3 separate regions of the Sus scrofa genome follow, and all the other regions are linked to region 1. A link is a contact called in public Hi-C and HiChIP or PLAC-seq data. All regions are on one chromosome and are shown on one strand. Each heading gives the region's core, a stretch centred on a gene start, on an enhancer-like site or on the middle of the called end of the contact. The rest is flanking DNA. Distances are from core to core; before and after follow the strand shown. Region 1 overlaps SYN2 (synapsin-2). Region 2 has its middle 23 kb from the start of PPARG. Region 3 has its middle 55 kb from the start of PPARG.

Region 1 (3,305 bases), core at 278-2,777:
TGGACTGCCCTTGCAGCAGGCTGGACCTTTGGCCTCACAGCAAAGTCTCACAAAGATTCTGTGAAGAAGCCCTTATAGACTTAGAGGTTCTTGCCTTAGCCATAGGATACAGCAGTATAAATACCTGTTTCTTGGCTCTGAAAGGTCTAATCATTAGAAAGGCCTGAGGCCAGTAGGGACCAGGGGGATAGTCCATCTCAAAGGGATTTTAGTGTTAGAGTCCTACCAAGTGTTTAGCAACTTTACATTGGGTTCATCCACACACATATCAATCAGACACTTATATGCTCTGTAAGTGCCCCTTCATGGTAGAGATGTGCATATTAAAGAAGGAAGGTAAGGAGCATAAAACTACTCACTGCATGCTGCCAGCTTTTGAGATTTTCCTACATTAATTTCATTTAATCCTCATAATAACCTTACAAGGAAGATATTATCATCATTATTATTACTTTTTACAGAGAAATGAGACCCAGATAGGATTAAGTAACTTCCCAAGTTATAGAGCCAGGGTTTCTCTAGATCGCATGTTCACATAAATTGGGTTACCATGTGAGGAAGAAGCTACTTTGGTATTCCCGTCCTTGGCCAATCTGGAAATTGTGGAGGCCATGGAAACTTTTGAGCGGAGACAAGAATGGAGCTGGGAGGGAAAGCAGCCTGTAACAGTCCTGGGCTGCTCTGGCCTCCCTCTGACAGCTGAGGGGTCAACTTCTGTAACTTTGCTGCTCTGGTCCTCTTGGAAGGAAACACCTGCCCCTAATCACATCCTCCCTCCTCTTGTTTTTCAAAAATCTTTTCAACTATTGCATCCTAGCTTGCCAAGGGTCATGGCACTGGTGGCCGATTGTGATGTTCCCAGACCCTAAGCCTTTATACCATTCAGGAGCTGAAGGGAATGCTTTTTATTTTATTTTTGCTCTTTAGGGCCACACCCGTGGCATATGGAGGTTCCCAGGCTAGGGGTCCAATCAGAGCTATAGCGGCCGGCCTGCACCACAGCAGCTCGGGATTCAAGCTGCATCTCTGACCTGCACCACAGCTCATGGCAACATCAGATCCTTAACACGCTGAGTGAGGCCAGGGATCAAACCCTCAACCTCATGGATACTAGTTGGATTCATTTCTGCTGCGCCACAATGGGAACTCCTGAAGGGAGTGCTTTTTAACCCAATGGACCCATCACCTCTGCACTTGATCTTTTTTTCCACACCTTAACTCAGTTTCCCTGTTCCTTTGGAAGCAAGGAGAGCTACAGTGTGAGAGAAAGACCAAAGAGCAAGGAGTCAGAAGATCTGGGAGCTGCTGTAGTTGAGGAGGGACTGCCCTTTGTTCAGCTTTTCCTTCTGTCTGGCCCAAGGATCTGGAGTCCTAGAGTTTTGCATTTCAGGCTCCAAGAGCTGTGTGATTTGAATGAGTTGCTGATCACAAAAAGTTTCTCCTTGGTCATGTGACCTTCCCTACTTCCCTAAACCTTTCCTCCCTCACCCCTTCAATGCCTGTCAGAATTTGGCTCCCTCATAGCCACATAAGGCAATTCTGCTATTCAGCTCTTTTCTGGGCCATCTCACTCATCAGCCTTCTGACTAAACATCTCTTTGCCCCAGTTTCTTTGTTTGTAAACTAGGAATAATCATAGTACCTGCCACAAGTTTGCTAGCCTGGTGTTACAGCCCACTAGTATTTGGGATCTGAAAGAAACTAATTCCCTGCTTTATGTTCCAAAATTGTGCCAGAGACCAGGCAGGGACAAATCAGAGAGCCTGTGCCTGGGGCTTTGCTCCTCCTGGGATCTGGGATCTGGTGAGGGTTCACATTCTCACCCATTCACAATCCCAGCACATTGCCGTTGGCATCACATGAGAACAGCAGGGCTCCCTGGCCAGACACCAAGTTCTCCCTTCATTTTCACTAAGCAGCTGCCATGCTAATGGCATTTTGTATGTTATTCTCTGCCTGTTAATGGGAATGAACAAATTTGGTGACTGTGAGGGGAGGGTCCCTCTAAGATGGTGACTTTGGTTCGTATTTTCTAAATTTATTTATTGTGGCTGCTCTTGGTATGAGGAGAGGCCTAGGCTGGGTTGGGATAAGGCTCTTCCTTGTACACTGTGTCTCTGAGCACATCCACTATCTCGTTAAATTGGTCAGGGCAGGCACACCAGGATTTTGGGAGCAGAAGTAGACCTATCAATGAAAGTCATGTTCCAGAGAAATCAAGAATGCTACCATCCCATATTGCTGCCAGTATCTGAAAATCCTGTCCCTCTTTCTGGGGTTTTTTAAGAGACAAATGCACAAGAATTGAATGAAAGCATTTTATTTCCAGGAGGGATAAGGACAACGTATTAAATTCAGATGGATCTTGAAATCCCATTTCATCTAAGTCTTTCCTGATACACTGGATAAGCAATTATACTGAACATCATCTTCCTACTCATTGCCAATGCCACCCCCAGCTCCCAAATCCATTCTTTTGTCTCTGCATAGAGGAAATAACCCTTATCAGATATTACTTTTGTTTAATTGATGACTGTGTGCTTGTAACTGAATCTAAGTTTCCAAGGATGGGGGTTTGATGCCAAACCCAGGACTTTGAGCAGACAGGGACTGCAGGAGGTGGAGGAGGGTAGTGTGAGCTCCCAGGAACCCCTAGCGCCTGGGAACTGGCTGCCATTTTAGTCTTGGCTGTCCCAGGACTCTGGGAGTCTGCCGTGGGCCTTCTTGGCATCAATGTGGTTGTCTGTGTAACTCTCCCACATGCTGGGAAGATAGGGCCCCACATGCCTTGGTGCCGTGCCACGGTGTGGGCTGTAGCAGGACAGAGGTTGTTAGGCAGAGCTGGCATCAGCTTGCTGGGGATATTGGAGAGCGTTGGGAGCTCAGGCAGGTATCCAGTCACAGAGCAGGAGTTCAGGCAGGCTGAGGTGGGCAGGCAGGACTTAAAGGTCAGATGAGATGGTGGAGAGAATCGCAGAAGGCAGGAAAGGCCTGAAGGGTGGTCTTGATAGTCAAAAAAAGTGAAGAACCAAAGAATGGCAGGGACATCAGGATAGACCAGAGAATGCACTGGGCAGGAGGAGGCCTGGGCGCCATCCCAGTGCAGCCTGACTCCAGGCATGCTATGGGAGCCTGTGCTTTCCTTTGCATGTCTAGCCTTGGCCTCCTTATTAGTAAAATGAAGTTTCTGCTCTAGAGACTCTCTCAAGTCTCTTTCAGTAACAAAATCTTAGGGGCTTGAAAGTCCATCAGTCATCTCCTCAGCCATGGAGGAGGCCTTAGAGATCTATAGTCACCAACTGCAT
Region 2 (3,305 bases), core at 378-2,877, 160 kb after region 1:
AAGATTATAGGTTAGGTATACTGGGAGGAATGGGAATCCTGGGGGCTTTGAAGATGATGGGGTATACAAATGGAGAGGGATTTTTGGACAGTTGAGAATCGGGGCAGCAAATATGACAGCTCTAGAAAAGCTGAATCCAGGAAAGTAGAGAAGAATGCAAATCAGTGGAGAAGGAGGAGATAGTATAGGGGTGAGGTCTCAGAAAAGACATGAAAAAGAGCCAGACTATATGAGAAAAGACTGCTCCCACTAAGTCTGGAGATTATTGTCCCAGTGGAGATCAGAGGAAGGGTAGATGAGAAAGGTATCAGATAAACATAGTTTTTTTTTTTTAAAAGCACTAGTTGTAATTATCTCCATAGTTATAGCTTACTTGGAAGAAAGTTCATAAAAAAAGGGAGTTTCCGTCATGGCTCAGTGGTTAGCGAACCCGACTAGGATCCATGAGGATGTGGATTCCATCCCTGGCCTCGCTCAGTGGGTTAAGGATCCGGCATTGCCATGAGCTGTGGTGTAGGTCGCAGACGCGGCTCAGATCCTGTGTTGCTATGGCTCTGGCATAGGCTGGCAGCTACAGCTCCGATTAGACCCCTAGCCTGGGAACCTCCATATGCAGAGGGTGCGACCCTAAAAGACAAAAAAAAAAACAACCAAACCAAACCAAACAAAAAAACCCCAAAATTAAAAAAAAAAAAAAAAAAAAAAAAAAGACATGGCGGCTAAGAGACCTTAATCAGTCACTTTCCCTCTCCCAGCCTCTGCTTTCCCATATGTTCGACAAATTAGCGTCAGGTAGGCAAGTGGCTCCCAAACACCTTTCCATTCCTTAATTTCCTAAGCATTGTGGACTGGGACAACTGTGATCTGTTTACAGATGGGGCAATCCTATAACTTTATATGTCAAAGGAACTTGTAGGAATAACAAAAATTAAAGATACCGAGGTAATTTTTAGAATTTTAAGTCCTCAAGTCAAAATTTCTGCCTATATCCCTTTACCTCTTATTTAAAATGATTAAGTGGGTCACTTTGCTACAGTAGAAAATTGACAGAACACTGTAAACAACTATAATGGAAAAAAATAAAAATCATTAAAGATAAATAAAAAATAAAAATGATTAAAATGTCAACGTATTACTAACTGTAAACTCTTTTTTTTTTTTTTGTCTTTTTAGGGCTGCCCCCATGGCACATGGAGGTTCCCAGGCTAGGGGTCCAATCAGAAGTACAGCTGCCGGCCTACACCACAACCAAGTCTGCAAGCTACACCACAGCTCACAGGAACGCCAGATCCTTAACCCTCTGAGCAAGGCAAGGGATTGAACCTGCATACTCATGGATACTAGTCAGGTTGATTAACTGCTTAGCCACGATGGGAACTCCCTAACTGTAAACCCTTGAGGCAAGGACTCTGTCCTACACTCTGATTATAATGGCTCAATAAATATATATTGAATGAATGAATGCTGAATTACAAAATGTCACCACTACAGAGGCTTCTGGTTATTTTTCTCCTCTTTGATCTCTCTTCTCAGTCTCCCCTGTGACATTTCAGGAGCGTATTAATTATGTTAGAGATAGTCACTTTTCACTGTACTACCTCATTAAATTGTTTTTTCATTTGGTTGCTGTGTTGGTTTTTTGTGAAAAGGGAACTATATACTTGAGGAATTGACTGACAGTTAATGGAAATCTTAGGATTTTTCAAAATTATCTTTTGTAGGAACTTACAAATTAGTATTCTAGTTTTCCTTCACTGGTCAGTTTAAATTTTACCAAGAATGTTGCCTTTATAAAAAGGAATTGTGTTTTATTTTAAGGAGGAAAAGTGATTTTGAGGAAATCAGAAATCTATTTCTGAACAAATGTAGTGATGCTGGTGTAAGAAAAAAAGCCACAAGATGTCATCCCAAATTAGTAATGCTTCCCATCTTAAACACATGATTTCAGTTGTCCCCAGCTAGCTAAAGGTTACAAAATGTCACCATAATATCCTTTACTTCCTTCTGTGTTTTGCTTCCCCCTACACACACCCAAATATGGTAGATGGAGTTGTAAAAACCCTGAAGTATGACAATATAGTTTATTACACCTTTAGTTAGAAGTATCGTGCCAAAATGAGCTGAGAACTAGAGGAAATGGATTTGAATTTATAGCAGTCGGGTGAGACAGAATATACCTTTTCCAGACCACTCAACCAGCAAGCCAGTTTGTAACTTTAATGCTCCGTACAGTGGAAAAGTTGCAGCTGTAACAAAATCAACAGAGACATCTCTGATTAATGTTCTTCAATAAGAGGATTGAATGGGAGAGTATTTTTCCAAATGTATGCTTTTATATACTTTATACGACTTTCCAGAATATTATTAATTTTACTTAGTGCTACTTTGGGAGTCACTGATTCTCCTCATCACTCTGATGAGGAATTAGAACCAGAGCTGACATCTCTCTGTTAGCGGACTTTGTCTTCAGTGATCTGATCACCTGAGGATACCTTTGTCTCCTTCATTACCAGGCTTTAAGCCTGCAAATCATTGTTGGTTTTCCCTTAGCCTGAGAGAAAAATTTAGAGTATTTGCTTACATGGGAGACATGAAAATGCTGACTTTAAGAAATGGCTCTCTGATTCTTGGGTAGAAGCTGAAATACTGGGCAAGACAACCAAGTATCCAAAACCTGAATGTTCCCAGCAAGCCATATAGTTTTCCTGGATTTTGAATCAAGATAAGTAGCACAGCTTATAGAATCAACCATCCTATGAAATTATGAACTTGAAGGAAAAGGGTGATTGATTTTCATTTCTCCCTTAAAAGTTTGTTCAGTTTTAAGTATTTGTTTATTTTTTTCGAAACAGGCACTCTCCCTACGAGTGACTGAGATACTGTGCTCTCCATACAGGTTGTGTTGAAAGAGGTTAGCTTGTAAATTGAAGTAAGAGGGGTAGAATGAAAAGAATCGAGTGGTAAAAGAGAAGGAAGCTAGGTGTTTTAACCCAATTTGCTTCTTCCTCTTTGGACGGCTGTTGATATTATTTTAGCTGTTCTATTTGCCTGTACATAGGCGGTGTCACCACTTCTGCTACAACCTCTGTGCCTAGAGAGTTAGAACCACTTATAAATCTAGTAAACTGAGTGGAACCTTGGCAGATGAGGTCTCAGACAGGATACAAGCATTTTGTTTATATTTAGACAATCCAAGAACCTGGCCTCTGGGCATTAGGTAAAATGTCCAGGAAAGATAAGCCTGAAGAACAGAGTATTTATTGGGAATAAATGTCACCTTTCTCCACGTGGGGGTTTAATTCAAA
Region 3 (3,305 bases), core at 263-2,762, 130 kb after region 1:
GGAGAAAAATAGGGGAATACCCTGAGTGGGAGTGTGGCACGTCTGTGTGCGCTCATCTCCCACACACAGCAGGTCGCACGGTAATTGTACCAAGACCTGTATTAAAGGGTTGGCTTCTAAGAATTCACCCTTCCCTTCAGTGACGTCATAGACAGGATAGTTTTAAATTCTAAAGTTGCCCCTGGGAGTTCCTCTGTGACTCCGCAGTAACAGACTCCGACTAGTATCCATGACATCCATGAGGACGTAGGTTTGATCCCTGGCCTCACTGAGTGGGTTAAGGATCCCGTGTTGCGGTGAGCTGCTGTATAGGTCGCAGACGAGGCTTGGCTCTGGCATCGCTGTGGCTGTGGCGTAGGCCATCAGCTGCAGTTCCGATTCGACCTGGGAGCTTCCATGTGCTTCCATGTGGTGTGGCCCTAAAGAGACAGATAGAAAAATTTAAAGTTGCCCCTTAGCACTGTTCTTGTCTTGGGCTCTCTAAGTTGCTTCAGGAGGGATTCTGGGAAAGTGAATGGAAGGAGGATATTCTTTTCCTGTATGTTTAAGGAATAATTATTCCTTTATAGTGAAGGCAATGGGGAAGCATACCTGTCAGACTGCCAGGTGCAATGACAGAGTGCTGGAAAGAACTCCTTAACCTTGACCCCACCCCCGCTGGCCGTCATTCCACCTCCAACACTGTCTGTGTCATTTGAAAGTTTGGAGTCCACTTTCAAAATGCCAGTATTTCCTTCAGGGTTAATTCTTTAAGGCATCGTCAGCAAAAATTTGAGAGATTAGTTTCTGATTTGCTTGCCCCCTAAAAAACAAGACTTATTAAGAATAGTAAACACACTTGCAATTTGAAAGAGGGAATCAGGAAGAGGAAAAATAAAATTAAAGTGTTCACGTCCCCATTTCTGTATAAGCCAACCTTTGTGAAACCAAATACGAAAATAGCCGTTTGAAATAGTAGTGATAGGAAAGGACGTATTCTCCCATATGTGTCTTTATTGTTTTCTTAAATATCCACACAGGTTGTAATTCTTCCTTGAGCCATCTTTTTTCCTTCAGAGAAAAAAAGTTATTATTCCTAAATGTCAACTATCTAGGAAATCTTATCAAATTTAAGGATAGGAGTTAGTAGTTGATTCATGTAATCAAATATCTGAATATTACCTCTCACTGTGTCTTTTTATTGTCCTAGCGATGTTAGACAAATTATCCAGTCTCTCAATGAGGTAGTTCTTCCAGACTTTTAAAGTAGCTTTCCAATAAATTGAAATGAGAAGAATCTTTCAATCATGTCATTAAAAAAATATGCCTAAGATGTATAAGCAATGCTTAATACTTTGGCAGGTCCACAGATCATAACATTTTTATGTACTTTATTTTTTGCCAAAAATATTATGGGAAGCCACTATATGTCTGTTAGAAATAGAAGCTTAGTAGCCACCTCAAAAGCAAGTTCATTAATTCTGTGAATCAGCTGATAGGTGCTGTTTAACTGTTAAGTATGGGCCACCCTCATGCCTATGACTAAGCATATTGCTTACTTGTCATTCATGTTTTCAAGAGAATCCTCACGTCTTAGCTCAAGCAATGTTGTTCTTTTCTGTCAGTTGATAATTACTTGGTTTTTGTAAACTAGTTTTTGTGTGCGGAAAAGTACTTGTATCAAATCCTTCTCTTTTCTATATGGTAGATAATGAAAGAGAACAAATATGTGAGTGGTGTATATATAAATGAAGAAGGCACTGTAACAAATTATTTGCATATGTTAATAAAATCCAGAAGAGTGCAGGAAACACCCAGGGAGTTGCCAATGTAGGATTACTACATGTTTTCCTAAAGCATTTGGAACTAATTAGAAACATCCTGGCTTTATTTAAAAGCAATACAATGTATTTTTAAACTTTATTTTCAATAAGGTCCAAGTTTGTTGACTTTTAGGACTCAGGCAGTACAATGTCCAGAAAAATATAGATTATAGATTTCTTGAGGCAGATACTGACGGGTTTTATTCATCCTTCTACCTCTAGCATATAGTGTGGTACTTATTAGGTACTTCATATGTGTTTTAAAAAGAATAAAGAATTAATCTAAAGTGTGATCCTTGGACCAGCAACAGCGGCATCATCCAGGAACTTGGCAGAAGTGCAGATTCTCAGGACCCACCCCAGAGCTACTGAATGAGAAATTCTGGAGATGGGCTCTAGCACTCTGTCTTGTGACAACCCTCCAGGAGACTCTTATGTATACTGTTTGGGGGCCTCTCAGTCAGGATGATCCCTGCATCCCATCTGAGAGCCTGGAGCCCAATGGTCAATGCTGTTAGCCTGGATTATTTTTAGTAGGTCTTACTCTTTCTAGAGTTAAGATCCTTGCTGTATTACCTGATGGTAGAATCTCTTGGGATCATCCTGTAAAATTGCCACTGTCATTTGGCATTTTATTATTAGAGAAGGTCAGTCTTGTCACTAAGCTTGTGTTAAGAGAGGCTCACTGACGCCCTTAGTCTGAGCATCACTGGGTCTTCTTACCTTGAAATGGTTACCAGGAATCCTGAGTGTCCAGGTTCAAAGGCTACAACTTCAAAGACTAGACTTTATGAAATCACTGAGATGATCTGGCCCCAGAGGACTCACATTAAACAGACTTACAAAATATGGACTTGTAAACTTCAATTCCAGTGTAATAATAGTAGAAAATATACTATTCCTAGTGATTGTTAATGATGGGGGGTTTTTTTAATTCTAAAATTCTATGATTCGGAAACTGAAGAAACCTGTTCTCTTATGTAGAGCTGATGTCACTGTAACTTAGTTCAGGCTGCTCAAAAAGCAGTTGGGCCATACCTATATTGCCCACTCTAATGCTCTACCTCCCTACTTTAAAATTTTTTCCAAAGAGATGGAGGATATAAGACTAGCCACATACCCAAAGACTTTCATAAAAACATTGTTATGGGAAGCAGTATTTGGAAATAACTATTTAACATCAGGGGAATGGTTAGGTAAACTATGGTGTAATCACTATGTGGAATGTTATATAATTATCAATGACAACTTAGAAGACTATAGCAGATCTGAAAAATATTAAATAAAAAGCATAAAAATGTATGTGCACTATTGATCACACCTTACATAAACATATGTATATGAAAAGTCTGGAAGGGACTATACAAAATTATGGCAGTTTTAAAAAAAAAAATAATGAGGTTACAGGGAATGTTTTGTTTGTTTTTATGTTTTTCTCTCTTTTCCAAAGTTTAACCAGTAATATAAAATTACTTTTATAATTAAAAGCCTACCTTTAGTGCT

The links. A called contact is a pair of places that touch in the nucleus more often than the background predicts. HiChIP or PLAC-seq counts read pairs in DNA pulled down with a chosen protein or histone mark.
Region 2: a contact with region 1 is called in an H3K27ac HiChIP or PLAC-seq map of alveolar macrophages. The contact joins two enhancer-like sites.
Region 3: a contact with region 1 is called in a Hi-C map of alveolar macrophages, with 2.0 times the contacts expected there. The contact joins two enhancer-like sites. A contact is called at or near these places in 6 of 47 Hi-C or Micro-C datasets (alveolar macrophages, blood, fetal heart ventricle and 3 more) and 2 of 2 datasets of contacts at active chromatin or transcription factors (alveolar macrophages and skeletal muscle).

What each region holds. Positions count from the first base shown.
Region 1 is chr13:68,177,499-68,180,803 of Sscrofa11.1, forward strand. All of the region lies in intron 5 of SYN2 (synapsin-2), which reads left to right. It overlaps TIMP4 (metalloproteinase inhibitor 4), which reads right to left. Exons shown (of 5, transcript XM_021069344.1): 5 at 2,305-3,305. Among named protein-coding and RNA genes, the nearest start is that of TIMP4, 12 kb to the right of the region's middle. Within about 2 kb of position 1,528, at least 7 of the 83 cell types and tissues checked have an H3K27ac peak or open chromatin away from gene starts, as enhancers often do. A contact at or near this core is called in alveolar macrophages, where this site is marked.
Region 2 is chr13:68,338,879-68,342,183 of Sscrofa11.1, forward strand. It overlaps a transcript of PPARG not described here. Among named protein-coding and RNA genes, the nearest start is that of PPARG, 23 kb to the right of the region's middle. Within about 2 kb of position 1,628, at least 4 of the 83 cell types and tissues checked have an H3K27ac peak or open chromatin away from gene starts, as enhancers often do. A contact at or near this core is called in alveolar macrophages, where this site is marked.
Region 3 is chr13:68,306,994-68,310,298 of Sscrofa11.1, forward strand. It overlaps a transcript of PPARG not described here. Among named protein-coding and RNA genes, the nearest start is that of PPARG, 55 kb to the right of the region's middle. Within about 2 kb of position 1,513, at least 8 of the 83 cell types and tissues checked have an H3K27ac peak or open chromatin away from gene starts, as enhancers often do. A contact at or near this core is called in alveolar macrophages, where this site is marked.